Regions from separate parts of the Hordeum vulgare genome. Here region 1 is linked to region 2. A link is a contact called in public Hi-C data. All regions are on one chromosome and are shown on one strand. Each heading gives the region's core, a stretch centred on a gene start, on an enhancer-like site or on the middle of the called end of the contact. The rest is flanking DNA. Distances are from core to core; before and after follow the strand shown. Region 1 has its middle 42 kb from the start of LOC123428194. Region 2 holds the start of LOC123428192 (microtubule-associated protein RP/EB family member 1A-like).

The links. Hi-C and Micro-C count contacts between places; a contact is called where the count stands out from the background.
Region 1: a contact with region 2 is called in a Hi-C map of seedling, with 2.7 times the contacts expected there. The contact joins the enhancer-like site here to the promoter of LOC123428192 in region 2. A contact is called at or near these places in 1 of 6 Hi-C or Micro-C datasets (seedling) and 1 of 1 datasets of contacts at active chromatin or transcription factors (embryo).

What each region holds. Positions count from the first base shown.
Region 1 is chr2H:638,323,155-638,330,054 of MorexV3_pseudomolecules_assembly, reverse strand. No RefSeq gene overlaps it. Among protein-coding and RNA genes, the nearest start is that of LOC123428194, 42 kb to the right of the region's middle. Within about 2 kb of position 1,579, at least 2 of the 3 cell types and tissues checked have open chromatin away from gene starts, as enhancers often do. A contact at or near this core is called in seedling, where this site is marked.
Region 2 is chr2H:638,152,466-638,158,687 of MorexV3_pseudomolecules_assembly, reverse strand. LOC123428192 (microtubule-associated protein RP/EB family member 1A-like) reads left to right here and starts at 1,251. Exons shown (of 8, transcript XM_045112379.1): 1 at 1,251-1,502; 2 at 1,651-1,719; 3 at 1,841-1,927; 4 at 2,565-2,671; 5 at 2,756-2,877; 6 at 3,304-3,380; 7 at 3,681-3,794; 8 at 4,291-4,667. The coding sequence starts at 1,389. The coding sequence ends at 4,407.

The DNA.
Region 1 (6,900 bases), core at 330-2,829, 170 kb before region 2:
TCTGTAACATACGCTGCGTTGTTAAATAAAAAATTGTGACATAAAATGTGTAACGGTATATTTTATGCAACATAAGTTGCATTGCAGAATTTTCTTTTGTCTTTACTTTTTATGCAATAAGGATCTTATTACGGAAGAAATTTTGCAACATAGGTAATGTTCAAGAAAAGATAGAGATGCAAGATTGAAAAATAAACGGCATGTTTGACGAAGAGATAAGTCCTCGTCTTTCGCTGTGTGAGACCTTGAGGGCACGTAACGCTTAAACAAGGTGACGGACGCGGCGATTGTTTTCATCCGATTGACACTGAACGTTTCCCTTTATCTTTTCCTCTTTTCTGTATTTCTTTATATTTTTTTACATTTCTTTTCTTAAAACTTTCGAAATTAACACATGTCAAATCTTTCAATACACATTGGTACATTTTCCATGTACTTGTGGAACATGTTTTTGATAAAAGCGCTCGACATTTCTCAATTACCCAAACTTGTTTCTAAACCAGTGGAACAGTTTTGCAGATTTTTTAAACACTTCTCAAAAATATCATGAATATACTTTTGAAGCGCATAGACATTTTAAAAAACATGCCACATACATATTTGAACGTTACAAAACATCTTTTTAAACTACACGAATATGTTTAACATTGAATAAACATTTTTCAGACATGTCAAGGAATACTTCCAGACGGCTTGAACAATTTTTGGAAATTTTATGTTCATATTTCTAATAATACCAATACTTTTTCAAATTTACGCAAATATTTTTATACCATTCACATTTTTTAGATGTGTGATGAATGGTATATGTAAATTATTTTATGAAATATATAACATAAATATTTTTCGAATACACTGTACAAATGTTTTATGGATTAAAATATTATTACGCATCTTTAACAATCTTAAATACATGATTAATGTTTTTTCTATTGTATGTTCTGATATCTACACATTTTTTCATGTATCTTGTACATTTTCCGCGTATACATGAAACATTATTTTATGCATTTTCAACATTTTCAAAATACATGATTAACATTTTATAAATGGATGTCTTTTATATCTACGTTTTTTGTATACATAAAAAAACATTTTTTACATGTGCAATAAAGTTTTAATAGATGATTAATATTGTTTTTCGAAATACATGTTTTGATGTCTAGTTTGTGCCATACACATTGTACATTTTCTAAAATACATCTGAAACATACAGTTTACATATGTTTAATAGTTTTCAAATACATAATTAACATTTTTAGAACACATGTGTTTGAACTTTTTTGTTCTAAGATTTCTTTAAATAAGTGTTGAAACCTTTCTTATTCAAGTGCTATCAACATTTTTTTAAAATTGCACCAACATTTTCTTGACACTGCTCAAACATTTTCTCAAACTTAGGTGATCTTCACCAATTATATTTATTTGAAAAAATTTAAATATGATAAAAAATGGAAAATGGAAAATGAAAATGAAATTGAGTAAATAAACGAACAAAAGCAATAAACACTGAGCGAGTCAAACGAATGGCGCTACTGGGTCAGCCATTACCATTTCACTTCTGTCTCGCAGGTTCGCCTATATACCTCGCTCTGGGGAGGTTTAAGGCAGCGTCGCTCCAAAGACGCTTATGTCGGACGGTCTAGTAGCGGGTCGACCGTTTCTTTCAATTTCAGTACTTTTTCTACATTAGTTTATATTTTGTAATAGTATACTAAATCCGGACATTTGAAAATATTCTTAAAATTATAACTTTGAAAAAAAAAATCTAACGCAGTGTGAAAACTATTCTGAAAACTATGAATTTAAAAATTGTTGACGACGTTCAAAAAAGGGTTAATTGGATAAATACCACTCAAATTCTGGCGACCCCGAGAATGGTCACTGCAATTTCCAAGCATTAAAAAATGCCACTGCAATTTTTGCCGACTCAAAATGATATTTTTCAAAGTTTGGAAATTATACTGGCATTTCTCAAAATCGCCAAAATTCGAGTGGCATTTATCAAATTAACCTGATAAAAATGTTTGTGACCTTTAAAATGTTTACATATACCTAAAACAATTTATATTAAAAATGATTTCTAATTCATATATTTGAAAATTGTTTGTCATGTATTTTGAAAATGTTAACTCTGTATGAAAAATATTCTAGATGTATATAAAAATATACAACGTGTAAGTAACGAAGTGCACATAATAAATTTTAGAAAATGTCAATCTTGCATCTAATTTTTTTGAAAGATGTATACAAATGTGCGTGGTGTATGAAATAAATGATCAACATGTATAGTAACACGTAGACACCAAAAACTGTTAATCATGTGTTTAAGAATGTTGAAGGGGTATAAAACTGATTTATATGTTTATCAGATTTATAGAATGAGCATGAGAAGGAAAATATGTATCAGAAACATATATTTGAACAAACATAATCACATATTTAGAAATATTCAACGTGCATACCATAAAAACAAAACAACTGAAGAATCCAATGAAAACCGTGGAAGAAAAAATTAACAAAATAAGCCCAATAGGAAAGAAACTCAAGAAAACTAATGCAAGAAATGGAAGCAGTGAAAACACAGAGAAAAATAAGAAAACCGACAAAGAAATGATGAAACAAAAAATCAATAAACAAAAATAAGAAAAATGAAAGTTAACAAAAACTAAAAAAGAAACAAAGAAATACAGAAAAAAAAACAGAAGAAAGAAAAATGGAAAGAAAAAACCAAGAAAACTGCAACAGCGAGGGAGCCACCATGAACAAACACTATAAATAGGTTGGCCTATTACTGTACCACCACTTGAAAATCTTATGATGAAATGGGAGGCTCTCGCTACAAGCAAGATATGGTTATTAACCACTTCCTACTGCTCCCGCGTCGCTCCCTCCTCGGGGCAACACGGGCGGCGACCCCCGCCCCTATCACTGCCATCCACCTTCAGCCACCTCCCCCTCCCTCGCCGTCGCTGGTGGCCTCCGACAGACAAAGGTTGCGCAGATCCAGCGACGGCTGGGTGCTCTCTAGCTGCTCTTCGCTTGGGAGGAGGGGATATCGCGAGCGGTTGGGCGGTTGCCCGGCACTGGGCTTTGTGCCGGAGTCCTCGCGCGTGGCGGAGGCGGTCGGGCTGCAAGACGTCTCGTCGCGGCCGTGGGCGCGCCGCCGCTGGTGTGTCGCTCGTCTTGTCTCGATGGGATCTCGTGGGCTACAACTTGCACAGGCTGGGATGCGGGTGGAGAGAGGCTAATTAGCAGGGTTTCAGTTGTCTATTATGAAAAATATTTTATGTATATTATGTGAAATGCTCGATAAATATAAGTTACTGCTCCCAAATTTCTTCCTCCTAATCTCTATTCCCTTTTATAACACCAAGCAGTCACACGGGCTCTCTCACCGGCGCAGCGTGTCGCCGCGCTTATGCGTCCTAGTTATAGGTTATACCTTGCAAAGGTCTGATGACCCACAAGTGTAGGGGATCTATCGTAGTCCTTTCGATAAGTAAGAGTGTCGAACCCAACGAGGAGTAGAAGGAAATGACAAGTGGTTCTGAGCAAGGTATTCTCTGCACGCACTGAAATTATCGGTAACAGATAGTTGTGTGATAAGATAATTCGTAACGGGTAGCAAGTAACAATAGTAAGAAAGGTGCAGCAAGATGGCCCAATCCCTTTTGTAGCAAGGGACAAGCTTGGACGAACTCTTATATAAGATAAAGCGCTCCCGAGGACACATGAGAATTTCTGTCATGCTAGTTTTCGTCATGTTCATATGATTCGCGTTCGCTACTTTGATAGTTTGATATGTGGGTGGACCGGTGCTTAGGTGCTGTCCTTACTTGGACAAACATCCCACTTGTGATTAACCCCTGTCGCAAGCATCCGCAACTACGAAAGAAGAATTAAGACAAAGTCTAACCATAGCATTAAACTAGTGGATCCAAATCAGCCCCTTACGAAGGAACGCATAAACTAGGGTTTAACCTTCTGTCACTCTAGCAACCCATCATCTACTTATTACTTCCCAATGCCTTCCTCTAGGCCCAAATAATGGTGAAGTGTTATGTAGTCGACGTTCACGTAACACCACTGGAGGAAAGACAACATACAACGCATCAAAATATGGAACGAATACCAAATTCACATGACTACTTATAGCAAAACGTATCCCATGTCCTCAGGAACAAACATAACTACTCACAAAGCATAATTATGTTCATGATCAGAGAGGTATTGAATAGAATTAAGGATCTGAACATATGATCTTCCACCGAGTAAACCAACTAGCATCAACTACAAAGAGTAATTAACACTACCAGCAACCTTACAAGTATCAATCGGAGTCGTGAGACGGAGATTGGGTACAAGAGATGAACTAGGTTTTGGAGATGAGATGGTGCTGATGAAGATGTTGATGGACATGAGTCCCCTCCGATGAGAGGAGTGTTGGTGATGACGATGGCGACGATTTCCCCCTCCGGGAGGGAAGTTTCCCCAGCAGGACGGCCCTGCCGGAGCTCTACATTGGTTCTACTCAAGTTCCGCCTAGTGGCGGCGGCGTTTCTTCCCAAAAGCTCTCCCTTGATTTTTTTCTGGGACGAAACCCTCCTTATAGTAGAATATGGGAGCCGGAGGGGTAACAGGGGGCCCACGAGCCACCCAGGCGCGGCCAGGGGGGTAGGGCGTGCGTGGCAGGCTCGTGACCTCCTGGTGCCCCCCTCCAGTATTTCTTCCGCCCAATATTTTTTCTATATTCCAAAATAATTCCTCGCTGATTTTGATGGCTTTTGGAGTTGTGCAGAATAGGTATCTGAAACTTGCTCCCTTTTCAGCCCGGAATTCCAGCTGCCGGCATTCTCTCTCTTCATGTAAACCTTTATGAAATAAGAGAGAAAACACATAAGTATTGTACCAAAATGTGTAATAGCAGCCCATAATGCGATAAATATCAATATAAAAGCATGATGCAAAATGGACGTATCAACTCCCCCAAGCTTAGACCTCACTTGTCCTCAAGCAAAAGTCGAGATCAATAAAATGCCCACATGTTTAGAGATAGAGGCGTCGATGAAATAAAATACGGACATGCATGCATCATGATCATATTTAGGACAACAATATCGTCATATGATCTCTTATGCTAAAGTGACAATTCCTTGACAATGTAAAGTATGGATCAAGAACCTTATTGAGAATAAACAACCAATAGTCCTTAGTCATTGAACCAATTGCAATTTATCATAACACCGGAAAGAGTCAAATAAGATATTGTAAAGCAAATCCACATACTCAATCATCTTTTAATCTTCTACAATTGCTAAAACTCACGCGGTACTCATGAGATCAAAGTTTTAGTTGGACACAGAGAAAGATAGGGGCTTATAGTTTCGCCTCCCAACTATTTACCTCAAAGGGTAATGCAAACAATAATAATTCATGACTACTTACTTCCAAGTTGATATATGAATATAGATCTTTCCCTAGCCCATGACGCTAGCCAAGATAATGGCGAAATAAGGAATTGGTGTCGATCACCATGACTCTTTTAAAGATAAAAAATAAAGGTACAAGATAGGCCCTTCGCAGAAGGAATCAGAGGTTGTCATGCGCTTTTGGGGTTTGGATGTGTGATCTCTTAGTATGAAGTAACGTCACTTTATATTGCCTCTGTGATAAAGAACTTTATTATGTAGTATGTCGCTTTTATGTCTTGCTCATCACACGTTTGTACAAAGCTTATTTTCCACACACTAATAGATCATACATATTTAGGGAGCAAATTTTTTTATTGCTTGCACCGATGACAACTTACTTGAGGGATCTTATTCAATCCATAGGTAGGTATGATGGACTCTCATGGCAAAACTGGGTTGAGGGTTAATGGATGCACAAGTAGTATCTCTACTTAGTGCGGAAGTTTTGGCTGATATGATGTGGAAGCAAGCGTCTCATGCTAAGGGATCTCTAGTCATATAACATTGTTCGGAACCAAGCAAACATAATTCATTATGTTGTCTTCCTTGTCCAACATCTACTTCTTAGCATGTAATAGTTTAATGAGTGTTCACAATCATAGACGGTGTCGAAGATGATATATTTATATGTGAACCTCTCTTTCTTTATTACTTCCTATTAATTGCAACAATGACCAAGGTCTACGTTTGTCCACCCACAACAAGTTTCAATCAACATTCTTTTTATATGTGAAGCCATCACTTCCCATAAGATCATTACATGATCTTTCATCCTTTTGTTCTTTTATTATTCTTTTCTTTAGATCATGGCATGAAGCAAGGCCCTTAACTAAAATATTCCTTATTATATAACGCACGAACTCGATTACATTGGGGGTAACATAAAGAAAAACTCAAGCCTAGATCCTACTAAGAACTTTATTCTACTAGATAAAGATATTACCAAAAAGGATAGAACTAAGATAAAGGTAAAGGCAAGAGATGTGATGGTGATATGATACCGGGGCAACTCCCCCAAGCTTGGCACAAGCCAAGGGGAGTGCCCATACCCATGTTTAATTATCTTCCTTCGGGGGTGATGGTGATGAAGCAATCCTGTCTTTTAGTTCCAAGAGGACCATCAATCTTCGATTTATACTTTGGAGATCTATGATTTGTTTCTCCAGCAAAATAACTTCACGGGTGAGATAAGTATTGTGAAGACGAGTTATTTCACATAACCTCAAGAGTTCGATCAAGGATGGAGATAGCAGTGGAGGTAGGGTTGGAGGAAATCCTCTTCCTTAGATTCTTCCTTGTTGAGAACAGATTGCCCTTCGTCCGACGCCGGATTCTCCTCCTTAGTTTTGCCGTTGGTTTCTTCCAGCAGCTCTTCCTTAGCCTCCATGACTTCCACCCTTTTCAAATCAGCATTTACTTCTTCATA
Region 2 (6,222 bases), core at 2-2,501:
CATAGGCTCTGAACAGTGAAGGTCACATGCCATAAAGATTGACGACCGGGGGGGGGGGGGGGGGGGGAGGTGCACCGCCAAATTTCTAATTTAGGATGCTTTGGCAACCCGCATCGTCCTCTTGCTCGACTATCCTCGTTTGTGGCGGCCAACTCGACAAGATGTGTCGTCATCCTCCCATGTGATGGTCTACTCGGGGCAAAATGTCAAGTGATGCCCACGTCTCGTTGCAATATTTCCCCCTTCTGGTTTACGGGATTTATCTTAAAATTTTAGTTTTTCTGCTTTATTAGTCTCAGTTTGGTTGTTCGTCATCACATGTTGAAATTTTAAAATGCATCAAATCGGTGCATGTAAAGATTGAGAGAACATCGACCTTGAAGTTCTTGTTCATGATGCATACATGCATTGGTAAACACAATCTTTTAAGTAAAACAAACACATTAATTAAGTATGTCTTATAACCTACAAAAACTATTCAACAAATTGAGAACTATAAACCGGAAGGGAGGTGGCATATGCAAGGCACAGCACACACGTAGTAGTACCAGTTGACGTAAACAGTTTGCAGATGTTGCATTTTACACGGCCAAGCCGCGGTCACGCTTCGTCTGTGCACCGGGGCGGCCGTTTCAGGGCCAGCCTGCCTGCTTGCATCGGCATTGCCCTGAGTCCTGACCCCCTTCAACGAAGGCGGCGGAGAATCGTGTTCGAGGAAAATAATTCGATCGCCACGATTCAAAACCCCGGCCCAGCCGGTCGGTACTCCGTCCACCGGTCCATCTATCTATCCATCCATGCCCGCTCCAACGCGGGCCCCCAGATATAACAACGCTCGACAACCCGGCCCACCAGCATAAATGCAAGCCGCGCGAGAATTGACCCGAACTCACTCACGCCCACGAAACGCGACCCACCCACCAGCCAGCCCCACCCACAGAGCCCGTCGGCCAGGGCCCCGACCCGAGCGAACCCAGGCCCGGCCCCACGCGCGCGGGCCCACCTGTCGGCGCGCATCGATGCGGGCGGACGGGAGCCAGTAAAGGCGGCCGGGCCCCAGGCCGCCATTTGGAGCCCACCGAACCCGCGGGTCGCGTCACCGCCCACCGCCGTCACCCTCCCCGCCGTTTCAAAATCGAGCGCGCGATAAACGTGCGCGCTGGCGTTACCGAGCCGCCGGTGAGGGTGCGGGCGGTGACCGGACCCGTATGCATAGGTACTAGCGTAGCTGTGCGCGTGCGTGCCGTTTTGTTTTCGCTGCGCTCGCCGTTCCGCGTGGAGGCGTTTTCGAAAAGTTGTTTCGTCACAGGCCCGGTCGGTCAGTCGGTCAGTCCGCCGCCGCCGCCGCCGCCGCCGCGAGGGAGGGAGAGGAGAGATCGCCGGAGGGGATGGCGGCGGGGGCGAGCTTCGGGCTGATGGACAAGGCCTACTTCGTGGGGCGGGGCGAGATCCTCAGCTGGGTCAATGCCACGCTGCAGCTCTCCCTCAACAAGGTCGAGGAGGTCAGTCAGCCACTCACTCACGCTCGCTTCCGATCCCGCCGCGTTGCCCAGGCGCTAGGCCGGGGAGGGAGCTCGTCGGCGGTATGGGGGCGGACATTTCGCCGGTGTTGGTTTGGGGGCTTTATTTAATGTTTCCGCGTCGATGCAGGCGGCGTCGGGGGCGGTGCAGTGCCAGCTGCTGGACATGGTTCACCCTGGATTGGTGCCGATGCACAAGGTTAGGAGGCCTCTCATGTGATTCTTTGGACCCGATTCATCCGTTCCGGAGTGCTGCGCTGCGATTGGGCGGTTTAGATGGCCGCGGATACGATGCTCATTTTGGGGGTTGTTTTCTGCAGGTGAATTTCGATGCCAAGACGGAGTACGACATGATCCAGAACTACAAGATTCTCCAGGACGTGTTCAACAAGCTGCGGATAGGCAAGGTACGGGTGATTCTCCCGGCCTAGCTCCCTCACCCGTGGATTTATGCGTGATTGTGCCTTGCATTTTGTCACCTGGGAAAGCAAAGGCGATCTGTCTGTACAGTAATTCAGTAATTCGGTTTATGCGGTGTGTTGGGATTCAGTCTGTAACAGATGTGTGGCATTGATGTCAGCGTGTGGTATATCCACAAGATGATTCGACAACAGACTAAATTTGCTGTGCAGCACTCAAGTTATGCTCATTGCTTTGCACAGTTGAGGAGGGATGGGGTTCGGATTAAGACCGTATTGAAAGCTAATGTGCAAAGTTTGGTTGGGGTCAAGTTTGGTGTTCTGTGGCTGTCTATGTTCAGCACTTGACACTTGATATCAGGGAAGGCTTTGATAGTGCGGTGGTGGTTGTTGTTTTAATGGCTTTTTTCGCATGTCACAACAAGTTTATGTTCCGATCCCGTACAATATAAACTTCAGAGTTGTGCTTTCTGAAAGTTTTGCCCATTTTAGGGCCTGTGTTTTAGCAAACCGACCTAAGGGTGCTTCTTCTCTGTTCTTCAGCTTCTACTCTTTATGAGTATAGGTAATCTGTAGCATAAAATGTTCTTTGTTGTGCTAATTAGTGGATGGATGCTTTCTGCAGAATATTGAGGTCAACAAACTTGTTAAAGGACGGCCATTGGACAACTTGGAGTTTCTGCAATGGTTGAAAAGATATTGTGATTCTGTGAATGGTGGAATCATGAATGAGTATGTGCCATGCTTGTGTTAAATGCAAACAAACTGCAATTTGTCAGTAACTATTATATTGATAAGACTATTTTCTCGTTTTAGAAACTACAATCCTGTAGAAAGGAGGTCCAAGGGTTGCAAAGAGCGCAGTCACAAGGGTTCCAACAAGCCATCCAAATCACTTCAAGCCAACAGATTATCTAGTGCTAACTCAGCAGATGGAGGTGCCCTGAATTCTAATATTGATCTTGGTACTTGTCACACATGTCTTTCTTTTAGTATATGTTTTTCTTTCTTTCTTACTCCCTCTGTTCCTAAATATTTGTCTTTTTAGAGATTTCACTATGAACTACATACGGGTGTATATAGACATAATTTAGAATATAGATTCATTCATTTTGCTTTGTATGTAGTCCATAGTTGAATCTCTAAAAAGACAAATATTTAGGAACGGAGGGAGTAGTATCTAGCATCAGTTCCATGCTATTCTTAATGAACTAGTGATGTTCCTTGATAAAAGATCAACGAAGGCATGAGTTGAAGCTGCCCAGCAGTTATCAGTTTGTGCTCATTTTTATTTGTAATAGCATAGAAGCTTTGTGTGACTTAATTAAATACTTAAATGACTCTATGCTAACTCAATCACGCAGCTTCTCCTATTGGAAAAGTCTGTAATGCTATTAACGAAGAGCATTACATGGAGCAGATTCAACAATTATCAGAGAAGGTAAGTGGTGTGTAACTTAAGGTGCTATTTCATTTTTATAGTATATCTTGTACTGTGGAAAAAACCCAGGTATCTGTACTGTACACTGTTATATCAGTATGTCACCCCAGTTTTATTCCAAAGTGTATTGTTTAAAAGTTATTTTTATATATAGACGTAAAACCTCAGTCTAGCTTCTTAATACTATACCGGTGAAACTTGTAGAATTCATCTTTGGCAGCTATAAATGTGGGCAAGTTGTATTCTTGTGGATGATAAATTCATCTAGTTGGTGATGTTACTATCTCTACTGGATTGCAGATTGCAGATCTGAAGGTTTCTGTGGACAACACTGAGAAGGAAAGAGACTTCTACTTCTCAAAGTTGCGTGACATCGAGATATTATGTCAAAGACCTGAGTTGGAGCATCTACCGGTAAAATAAATATCTTTTGGAAATCTTAAAGCTCTGCATTTTAAATTTTTATTGTACTCATCTGCATTCAAGGGCACCAGTGTCTGAATTTCAGTTAATTTGACAAAGAAGCTTCTTAGGGACCCCCAAGTTGATGTGGGGTGGTTGATTCCTAATCAATGCCACATTGCCACATAAGTTTGGCTAAAGGGGGAAGACTCCAACTGTCCGTTAGTAAGATAGAAATGAGCCTTCCTTGCGGATCACATTGCCACATAACATTATGTCTATATCGAAAGCAACATGTTCCCTTGTATCGCACCATTCTTTGGCACTTGAATCACAGTACCAAAGATTGTCCTCTACTATGCTGATCTTTAGATTGTTTCTAGCAACTCTGCAACAAACTAATGATTTGTACATCACTGACATGGTTGATAGTTCTGTATATTGGTTATTCAATTCATGATTTTTTTCATTTTAGTGTAATTATTAACCCGGACATTTTTCTTGATAGATGACCAAAGGGATAAGGAAGATACTCTACGCGGCTGATGCGAAGGATTCATCATTACCCGAGGCTAATGAAATAATCACCAGGTCACCCGGCATGTTCTCAGAGGAAGCGGAGTGACAAGTGCCAAGCGGAGTGACAAGCACCACGGGACGCGCCGTACCCCCAAAACCTTTGGTGGATAACTTTGTGGTTCTCCTATCAACCCGAGTAGCTCGTAATGTGTAAATTAATAGTAGTAGTAAATAACGTTTGACATGGGCAACTGCTTGCGTCCAGTCGCCTCCTGTTATGCAATGCGTATCACAAGACAGTTTTCCTGTATGAACACGGATGCGGTTATAATGTTATGGATAACTTCTTCGTCCTGCCCTGCAAAACCTTATGCTTCGTGTGCTATTGAGAGTACATAAATTTTGTAATATGGTGAACAGAAGAAGTTTGACTGAAACTATCATCTGATGAGTTGGAAAGCGGCTAACTTCTGTTTGGTCTAATGGAATTCTGCGATTGATGATGCCTGGAAAAGTCACCAATAAGTACATGACCGGGCATTAAAAAAAAGGGTGATTGTGGCGTCGGAGACATCTATATCTATATCTATACCTAATAATAAAGAGGCTATTGCTTCCGTCGGAAAACCCATCGAGGCATTTTTACAAAAAAAACCTTGTAATTTATGTTATTCAACCCGCGCTCCATTATTTATCTGGAACGCAAAAGGAAAAAACGATTCGTTGAAAAAATTATACCCGTACGCATCGCCTCCTCCCGTCGACCCTGGGCTACCCTGGTCTGTGCCCAGGCCGCCGCCACACCACTCGCCGCCGCGGCCGACCTCAACTGCCACGGTTGCCGATTTCAACCCACCCGCCTCCGCAGCCGTACCTCTCCCCGCTCACCGCCCCCGTTGCGGCGCTCGAGCGCATCGCGTCGACCCTGGTCCACCCTGGCCTGTGACCAGGCCGCTGCCACACCACTCGCCGCCGCGGCCGACCTCAGCCACCACCGTTGTCGATCTCAACCCACCCGCCTCCGCGGCTGTACCACTGCCAGCTTGCTGCCCCCGTTTCGGCGCTCGAGCACAACTTCTGGATCAAATCAACGCGACACCTACAGTGACTGGGATTATGCGTCTGCTCGATGCAGAACGGCGGCGGCGCGCGGATAAGGCGCGGTGGAGCGAAGTACTTGCAGGTGGAGGCGGACCTCCATGGCTCACATGGGGAACTCCGAGGTTATGGCGCGGCAACGGCGACTCCTTATGGCCAGATAGAGACGCCTAACCCTTGCTCCCCTCATCGTATCCCCTCCTCCGGCAGGAACTCATCATCTGGTGAGATTCCCTCCCCATGCCTCTAACCGTGTGCCAAACACCGGCAAGAAATTTTGTTTTATGGGGATTTGTTTGCTGATTAACGAATGTATTAAATGTAAGATTGTATTGTTGTAGAGACAGAGAATGGAACACCACCTTCAGTTTGTCATCTGATCCACATTCTCTATCCCATGAGTGAAATAAGATAACAATCCATTGATCAATTCACGTAGCCTCTTTGTTTTGCTTTGCTTGTCCCGCTCAATTTCTCATCATGGTGGAATTAACAATGGACGGGTTGATTTCTCAACAAAATAGGATAAGACTGACTACATTAGTTAGTTAGCTTATTATTTTAATAAATCAAAATGATTATAAAAAATTCAAAAGCGTGTGGTATTTTTTTTCTCCCATTGCAACGCACGAGCCCTTTTGCTAGTAACCACTCAAATACATACATGAAATTTCAAAGTGCACCATGACCAAAGTTTCGATATAAGAGCAACTCCAACGCGGCGACCCATTTCGTCTGCCCGCGTCTGTTTGGGTCGCCGCGGACGAAAACAGGCGCCGAACGTGCCGACCCAGTCCCGTTTCGCGTCCGCGCCGACCCATTT